Linked DNA regions of Mus musculus: region 2 is linked to region 1. The links are chromatin contacts, called in public promoter capture Hi-C maps. All regions are on one chromosome and are shown on one strand. The core of a region is the stretch at or near the end of the contact, and the rest is flanking DNA. Distances in the headings are between cores, read along the strand shown.

Region 1 (4,747 bases), core at 1,599-4,098:
CAAGTCTGCAGAGTGGGAAAGATGGTTTCAATCTATAAAACTAGGCAGTAGTTAGGAAATTCAACACATAACACAGGCTTTAAAATACGCATTCTTTTTAAATTCGTATACATAGGAATGGGCTTTGTTATGAGGCATTCACAAACATTTTCTTCTTGATCCTCTCCCTGCCCCATCCTCTGCTGGTACCTTTCCATTTCCCTCTCATCCTTTCATGTCACATGTATTCTGCTATCCCTTGTTCTTCTCTTTCCTCCTTCCCCAACTCTCTCTCTTAAGACTTCTCCTCCTATTGGTCCCCTTTCTAGTTTCAGCACACACACACAAATTAAAACCGGGAATCTGCCTATGAGACATAACAAACAGTTTTGAATTGATAAGAGAAACATGAACAAGTGCATATAAAAAACAAACTAGCATACATACAAGCAAATCACAAACATTGAAATCAAAAGCATGAGGGAAAGCTAGATATCACTCATCAATGAAGAAATGAAAACTGACATATCACCACTATGTGATTTATAATCCATTAGACTGGAAGATGTTATCACACATCAACTTTAATCAACTATTTCACCCAGCTTTTGTTCACTACCTTTATCTAGAAAGGGTTGGGCTGATATTTTGCTATTTCTTGCTGCTATTGTGTTTCTTCATTACTCTCCCACTTAAGAATGGCAACTGCTAGTGACTAGAGAGATGAATCAACTGTTAAGAGCTGTTCTTTCAGAGGACCTGTACGGGCAGTTTACAAGCATCTGCGCAGCAACTACAGCTCCCTCTTCTGGCCAGTGTGGGCACCTGCACATAGATGTAAATGTCTTGTTTATATGCAAATATCTTTTTAAATTGTCCCTTATAGTTACAAAGAACATAATTTCAAAATCTAAATGCCCAATACTACATAATACAACACTGAATTAACCTTAGTGGAAACTGTCCCTCGGCTCAGTGCTATTTTAAGTAGAGAGATAATAGTGAAGATAAGACAGGAAGGAGGAGGTTCTTCATTTCTTCATTTTTACACTCCTCCCAACCAAGATGCTTGCCTCTTATCACACCTTTGTTGACCTTCCTGGCATGGGTGGCACCTGTCGTGGAATGGATTACATCTCTTTTAAAAAGAGGGGACTTGGAGTTCTGACCACTCTCAGGTCTTTCAAAATGTGGCCTTTTGCCAGCGCAGAAGGAGGAATATCAATAAACAAGTTAAATTGTGTCCTGGGGTGGATTTGTAGAGTCTCTTAATACTTGGGAAGCAGATGTATTGCACAGGTGAATAGATTTGTAAGCAATTTCCCCAGTATATCTTATCCACAAGCATTGAAGGCTGTACTTACTGCTTGTGAAATTAATTCTTAAGAGCACACAGATTTAACATGATTTAAACACAACAGACATCAGTCTCATTTGCTAATTTCATCTGTCTCCTAAAAGCTTAGATACAAATCCTCTTGTTCTAATCACTACAAAGCTCCAGCCTCAGGAAAAATTATATGTCCAACATTTCCAAAAGGATAATTATACATTATTTCATTTCCCTTCCTTATTAAATTATGGTGTGGTCCATTCACTAGAGCAGCCAATCCCCTTAACGACCCAGCCATCCCTCCAGCTCCTTCTCTTGGATTTCTTAAAGGAAAAACTTTGAAGACAGAACATTACCCCTCTTCTGTGAAGACAAGGCTAAATCTTGAAACCAAACTGATCATTTATAGAAACAAATTAATCCTGTTAATCTATGCCAGCTTGAGATGACCACCATACCAAACCAAAACTGAAGCAATGATCAGCCTAGACCAGGACTGCTTAATTATGCATACTTTTTAGCGGACTCCCCACTCGATGCCCCAGTTTGTCCACTAGTTAAACTTAAAGGTGCCAGGTGTGGTGGTACATGCCTTTAATCCCACACTGTGTAGGCTGAGGCAGACAGATCTCTGTGAGTTCGAGGCCAGCCTATCTACATAGTGAGTTCTAGAACAGCCAGAACTACATAGAGATTTTGTCTCAAATAAATAAATAAATAAATAAATAGCTTAAAGCTCATATCAGGGCCATGAAAATGATCTTGAATGGTCATTGGAGTCCATCATTTATTATTTCAAATGAAGCTACCTTAAATTAATGGCTTTTCGAGGTTACTTTCTTTTAATTAGCATATTAAGGACAGGTGGGACTGCAGAGATGGCTCAGCGGTTAAGAGCACTGACTGCTCTTCCAGAGGTTTTGAGTTCAAATCCCAGAAACCACATGGTAGCTCACAACCATCTGTAATGAGATCTGATGCCCTCTTCTGGTGTGTCTGAGGACAGCTACAGTGTACTTATATATAATAAATAAATAAATCTTTTTTTTTTTTAATTATAAAAGTAAAAGGACAGGTGATCGAACCCAGCCGGTTGGGAATGCCCAAGCCAGTGCTTTTACCTTGAAAACTCCAGCTACAGCTCTTTTGATAGATTTGTCAAGACCAAACTCAGCAAGCGCACAGTAAATAAGCCAATGACAAATCAATAGCATCTTTCTATGTCCCTAGAGAAGAGACATAAATGTACGGAAAGTTAAGGGAACAACTTCTTACAAAACCTCGGGCTTTCGCAGCTTTCTACACCAAGGAGAAAACCCAGAGCTGTCACTAAACAGAAAAAAACTGAGAAGACCCTCGCGGAAACTTGAAACACCTCGGGCGTGGCTTGGCCTGTGGGACCTTTAACCCGCAGATAACCTGCTCCAGAACCAGGTGCTGGAAGTTTCCTCTACTTCCGTCAGGACTCTATAAAAGGTGGGACAGGATGACGTCACTTCCTGTCTTGTGTCCGCGGGCCGGCAAAGCTCTGAACTGGGAAAAGCCACTGTTGTAGTTGAGAGAAACCTGACCCGGCAGCACACGCGTGGCCATGTGGAGGCTGTTGACGCGCGTCCCCGCGCCGCTCCTGCGGATGCACTTTTCAGGTCAGAAACCTGTTTCATCTTTTAAAAAGGCATTTCCCCGATCTTCCTCCCCACATTCCAAAGTCTATGCTTACTGCGATAGGTCCTGCGCTTTCCTTACTTCTTCCACCTCCACTATGCGGAGGCCTGGGTCCTGGTCATGTGCGGGAGACGGTGCTCCGTGAGCCTAGTTGCTTCCTTGGAAGCCCATTTAGTGGAACTCGTACCCCCGTGCTTCTAGACACCTCTGTCAGGAGTGATCAGAGTGTAACAGTAATGGTTTGATTTGTCATTGTAGATTCTTGGGCAGCCCTTCCCACCAGTGCTGGTCTGAAGACGCTCCTCCCAGTTCCAACTTTTGAAAGTGAGTACCTGTCATTTCCACTTATTTTTCTCTGAGAAAAGGCATCGAAGGTGTGTTTGTGCTTCCTCCCTCCGTTGAGTGATTCAACAGATATATGTAAGGAAGGCAAACTGCAGCGAAGTCCCTCGATGTTGCAAAGCAGATAACTATTGGGCTAGTTCCCAGGCATCCTACCACTGATGTGTGGCCCATGATCTACCCAGTCAGCACTAACTGGGCATATATCAGATTTTTTTATCTTCTAAATAATAGTACAGATATGCAGACACTTAGCAATAGTAGCCAGGTGCTCTGCAGTCCTGTACATCTAACTTTTTAATGTACTAAAATCTCCAAAACTGCAAATGGCCTAGACATCTGAGGGTCTTCGGCACATAACTGTTAAACTACTGTGTGGGCTGGAGCAATGGCTCAGCAGTTAATAACACTTGTTGCTCTTGCAGAGAACCCAGGTTCAATTCTCAGAACCCACAAGATTGTTCATAACCATCTGGGACTCCAGCTTCAGGGGTTCCTACATCCTCTTCTGCACATTAATACATGCAGACAAAACACTCCTAACATTTTTGATAAATAAGGTGCTGTGTGTGCTTAGAAGTGCATACTAACTTGCAGATGTAAGAACGTATTACCAGGTCTCACAGTAGCTGCCCATAGAAGTCAGTGAAGGGAGAGTAGTTTTTGTAACTTGGAACAGCAACTTTATTATTCCATTAATGATCTGATGGCCCTTTGAGGCTTCCTGTTTTGTTTATTCTATCATGGAGCCATTCTTTCTCATATTTAATTTTTTTTTTGAGTCACAGTTGTTTTCCCCAGGATGTCATATAGAGGATAGTGACAAGAAAAATCCTACTTTGTAAGTTTACCAAGAAAAATACAACAGAAGGTTTTTTTTTTTTTCGTTTGTTTGTTTTGTTTTAATGGTATTTTTGCAATCTAGAGGAGCAGTGAGTTTTGTTTTGTTTTTGGTTTTGGTTTTTAAGAGCATGCTTCTGGCTTTGATGTTTTAACTGAAGTTCCTCTTCTTTAAAGTAGAGATTAGAATACCACTTGCCCAATTATGTTTCTTGGCCTAGCTGAAAATTATGTATGCTCCTGTTTTCAATTCTTTTTATTTTTAATTGCCTTTTATTTATTTTGTATGCATGCACTTGTGTGGGTGCGTATGTGTCAAGGCATATATCTGGAGGTCTGTGACTACTTTTGGGAGTCAGTTCTCTCCTTCTACCACGTGGGCCCTAAGGCTCCAACCCAGATGGGCAAGCAGTGCTTTTTACCGGTTGGGACATCTTGTGGGCCCCTTGTTTTCAATTTCTAATACTTCACTTTGTATTTCCCCCATTTGTCTGTTTAGTGTTGAAGCCCTAAAGAAATATAAAGGTTGCCACCACTCAGTCCAGCACTTCCTGCAGGTTCGAGGTTACACAGTGATCACATGACATC
Region 2 (4,747 bases), core at 931-3,430, 100 kb after region 1:
ACTACTATCTACTTTTAATGTGAAGGAAATAATAGGGGTTGAAGAGAAGACTCAGCAGCTAAGGGCACATGTTGCTCTTGAAGAGGACCCAGCTCCCACTCCCAGCACTCACATGGAGGCTCACAACCATCTGCAACTCCAGTTTCAGGAGATCTGACAGCCTCTTCTGACCTCCTTGAGCACCAGGCATACACATGGTGTACATATATGCATGCATACAAAACACTCACACATATGACAGAACTAAGGATAAAGGGTCAGAGAGCAAAATAATAAAGTAAATAAACAAAGGAAAGATGAGAACTCAACTTTGTTTGTTGGACCCTAAAACTGAGCCCTTACTATATCCTTTGCAATGTGCAAGAAAAAATGCAAAGAATAAATCATTTCTTCTGTCTCAAAGGAACCCTAAGAACTTTATTGCAGGGTTAATACCATGACATATTAAACTCAATTTTATAAAAAGAAAAATGATTTAGTTTTCAAAAATTATCACTATCAGATAGTGCCATTCAGCAAGATTGTGTTAAGGAAGTGAGGTTTCAGGAGACATTTAATGCCAACAAAAAAAGTCAAAGAAACATTGCTATATGTAGATGGACTGGGGTCTACAAGCCTTTAAAGTGTAACAGAATGATAGTTATCTATCACCTGTTGTCAACATTCTTTTTTTCTTTAAGATTTATTTATTATATGTAAGTACACTGTAGCTGTCTTCAGACACCCCAGAAGAGGGCATCAGATCTCATTACTGATAGTTGTGAGCCACCATGTGGTTGCTGGGATTTGAACTCAGGACTTTTAGAAGAGCAGTCAGTGCTCTTAACTGCTGAGCGGTCTCTTCAGCCCTGCTGTCAACAATCTTATTCATTTGTTTCCTCTTTTCCTCTGAGTTTCCTCTGCCAGCCTTTATCCTAAGTCCTGTGGTAGAAAAGAAGGCCGATTAAGGCAGCATGGGTCGATCCAGGACTCAGTCACTGAAAATCTAATAGAAGTAGAGGGTGACAATTAACACTTCCTAGACCCAGGTAGTCATGAGTGCAAGTACTGCTCCAGTCTCATGGCCTATTGATTTTGAGTTTCTTTTCCATCATACTGTGTTCTCCCTTGTTCAGTGAATAATTTCCCCCAGGAAGGAATCTTTCTGGCTTTCTGAACCAGAACATTCTTGTCAAAAGTCTTTTTACTGCATCAGTCACCTCTTGGTTCCTTAAACTATAGATTAAGGGATTCAGCAATGGGGAGAAGAAGGTATAGACAACAGATACTGCCCGGCCTTCTTCCGGGGAGTAGCTGGAGCTAGGGCGAAGGTAGATGAGGGTGCAACATCCATACTGCAGGACAACCACGAGGAGGTGTGAAGAGCAGGTGGAGAAAGCCCGGCGTTTCCCCTCTGCTGACGTCATCCTCAGGATGGTAGCCACAATGCAACCATAGGAGAGACAGATAAGGAGAAAAGGAATGGCTACTGCAGCCACGCTGATGGCAAAGAGAGCTGCCTGGTGTATATGGGTATCTGTACAGGCCAGGCGCATGACTGCAGGCATGTCGCAGAAGAAGTGGTAGATTTCATTGTGGCCACAGAATGGGAGGTGGCAGATCAGAATGGTCAAAGGCAGTGACAAAAGGAAACCCAGCCCCAGAGAACCTAAAGCCATCTGCCCACAGAGCTGCCAACTCATAATGAGGCTGTAATGCAATGGATGACAGATGGCCACATACCTGTCATAGGCCATGATGGCCAGCAGGACACAGTCAGATCCTCCAAGGAGGATGAAGAAGAACATCTGGGCCCCACAGCTGGGCAGAGAGATAAGCATCTTCCCCATGGAGAGAATGCTAGCTAGAGTCAGTGGAGCAATGTTGGTGGAATAGCCAAGCTCTAATGTGGCCAACACAAAAAGGAAGAAGTACATCGGGGTATGGAGGGAGTGATCCTGCCAGACTGTGAGCCCAATGGTGAGGTTTCCAATGAGACTTCCTAGATACAGCAGCAAGAAGCCCACAAACACTAGGGAAGCCACTGTAGAGTTGGTTGAAAAGGGGCGGAAGTGGAAATATACCACTCCTGTCTGATTTTCCTCCTCCATCAGACCTAGTACAAGGAAAAGAGTCAAGGGTAAAGTTACTTTCCCATGTCACTAAGCTATATTAAATCACAGTCTGCAGTTAACCAAGTGCTTATTCTCTGAGCTTCCTTTGAATTTCAACCCCAGCTAGCTCTGTGACTTTGGAGAAATATGGGCTCCAGCATTTTCACTGTAAAATTCAGAAATGTATGACACCCACCTCAGAGTGTTGGTGAAAATTGAGCAAGACTCTATGACTACAAGCACAGAGACCAATGCCAGGCATGCATGAGGGTCTCGATATATGCTACCTTGTGTTGTCCATGTCGTTCCTGATCATCATCCCTCTTCTTTTGGAGCAAAACTTTCTCACCGGCCTCATGCCCTTTTGTTTCTATGACTACACATTCATAGAACAGCTCACAAGTACAGATCTCTAAGGATGTATGTGATCCCCACACCAAGCGCAGACGGCAAGCTACACAAGTCTGCCTTTTACCCATTCTGCAAGTGTGGGTATTCAGAGCCCAGATCACTAAAATAGGATGCATTTTTACCTATCTAATCCTTTAAAACTTGGAATTCTGGTATTTTTTCTTAAATATTCAACAATTCAATTTCACAGTTGCATTGTGTCAAATAGCAACCTTACAGCTGATCCATCTTCTTCCACATCTCCTTTTATCCTTGTTCCAATGGCATCTACCTTATAAAGGATTTCCAACCTCCTTTTACAGGGCTCACCCCCCTACCTACCTCAATATTATAGGCCCAGTGTAGTCTTTTTTAAATGCTTTCTAAGCTGTGTTGATCAATTCTGAGAGTCTTAAAAGATAGCTTCTTATTCTTGCATTATCAATACAATTATTAAATCCTGAGTCACAAAACAATTTTATAAGTGAAAATGGAGTTCTTTGCTGAGGTGCAACTTCAGGAAATAACATTTAAAAATCTCTACTGCCCTGGTCACCGGCTCTGCCTCTGCTGACACTTCCATGTTTCTGAACTTAAGTAAGCTGCAATATGGACTCACACATGCCTGCACACACATTTCCGTGTGATTGTGGTTAGCCTTTCAGTTGAATGAAACTGACTAAATTAGCGACTGAATGGTCTTTCCCTTGATGTTTGCAGAGGATACTCAGAAAGCTAAGAACACTATTCTTCTAAAAGTGAAGGATGAGATCAAAGAACAAGTTCAACTATTGGTTTATGCTAGTTTGATAACCAATGTAGCCTAAGCTTCAATATGGCGTTTGGCTTTTCTTTGTTTTTATGGTGATCACGCTGCTGGAGGAGAAATCATTTCACTTGGGAGTGTGACCACCAGTAGACTAGGTTGCTTATGCTCATGTAGCCAATGCTAACAGAAAAGAGGGCATAAAGGTGAGAAGAACGCAGGGCACATGGGGGAGTCTTGGGTGGAAAGTGAGGAGGAACTGGGGTGTTTATAATCAAGATCCATTATATATGTATATGTATGTACATATATATATATACACACATATGTATGTATGTATATGAAATTCTCAAAAAATAAGCAACAATATTAATAAGTAAAAAGTGATTCTTCATGCTGGAAGCTCTTCGGAGAAATTAATATTTAACAGCTAATTGTTTCACTGATAAGTGGATATTAGCCCAGAAACTTAGAATACCCAAGATCAATTTGCAAAACATAAGAAAATCAAGAAGAAAGACCAACGTGTGAATACTTCATTCTTCCTTAGAATAGGAAACAAAATACCCAGGGAAGGAGTTACAGAGACAAAGTTTGGAGCTAAGACAAAAGGATAGACCATCCAGAGACTACCCCACCCAGGGATCCATCCCATAATCAGCCACCAAATGCAGACACTATTGCACATACCAGCAAGGTTTTGCTGAAAGGACCCTAATATAGCTGTCTCCTGTGAGGCTATGCCAGTGCCTGGCAAATACAAAAGTGGATGTTCAAGTCATCTATTGGATGGAACACAGGGCCCCCAATGGAGGAGCTAGAGAAAGTACCCAAGGAGCTCAAGGGGTCTGCAGCCCTATAGGTGGAACAACAATATGAACTAACCAGTACCCCCAGAGCTCATGTCTCTAGCTGCATATGTAGCAGAAGATGGCCTAGTCAGCCATCATTGGGAAGAGAGGCCCCTTGGTCTTGCAAACTTTATATGTCCCTGTACAGGGGAATGCCAGGGCCAAGAAGTGGGAGTGGGTGGGTAGGGGAGCAGGGTTGAGGGAGGGTATAGGGGACTTTCGGAATAGCATTTGAAATGTAAATGAAGAAAATATCTAATTTTAAAAAAACTTCTTTAGAGAGATCAGCTAATAAAATACCCATACAATGAATTTTTTTTAAAAAAAAAAGCTAATTGTTAGAGAACCAGATGGCTCAAAGCTTTAGAAAAAAGTTGTTTTTATTCTTTATCAGCTCATAGAGAAATAGGTTTCATTGTAACTACTTTTAAACACTTTGTTTTCATTATCTCTAATAACATCTTAAAATGTTCTATTTTGTCAAAATAGTGAGAATTTTATAAGCTATGCAATATTCATATAAGTGTTCTTTATACTACCTTTTACTGAGTATAGGTTAAAGATATCCTAAACCAAAAATTAGCATTTTTAATCAAATTTATTCTAAATGAATCTAAAACAATGACATCATTTTAAGAGAAAATAAT

The links. Promoter capture Hi-C pulls out the DNA fragments that hold promoters and counts their contacts.
Region 2: a promoter capture Hi-C map of embryonic stem cells shows a contact between it and region 1, with 6 times the contacts expected there. A contact is called at or near these places in 17 of 39 promoter capture datasets (the 3T3-L1 cell line, 3T3-L1-derived adipocytes, the HPC-7 cell line and 8 more), 54 of 484 Hi-C or Micro-C datasets (the G1E-ER4 cell line, the HPC-7 cell line, bone marrow-derived macrophages and 7 more), 17 of 130 datasets of targeted methods (bone marrow-derived dendritic cells, bone marrow-derived macrophages, embryonic stem cells and 1 more) and 5 of 9 other capture datasets (adipose tissue, embryonic stem cells, liver and 2 more).

What each region holds. Positions count from the first base shown.
Region 1 is chr19:11,767,567-11,772,313 of GRCm38.p6, forward strand. It overlaps Mrpl16 (mitochondrial ribosomal protein L16), which reads left to right and starts at 2,849. Exons shown (of 4, transcript NM_025606.3): 1 at 2,849-2,958; 2 at 3,236-3,301. The coding sequence starts at 2,904.
Region 2 is chr19:11,869,125-11,873,871 of GRCm38.p6, forward strand. It overlaps Olfr1419 (olfactory receptor 1419), which reads right to left and starts at 2,181. Exons shown (of 1, transcript NM_001011775.2): 1 at 1,022-2,181. The coding sequence starts at 2,090. The coding sequence ends at 1,059.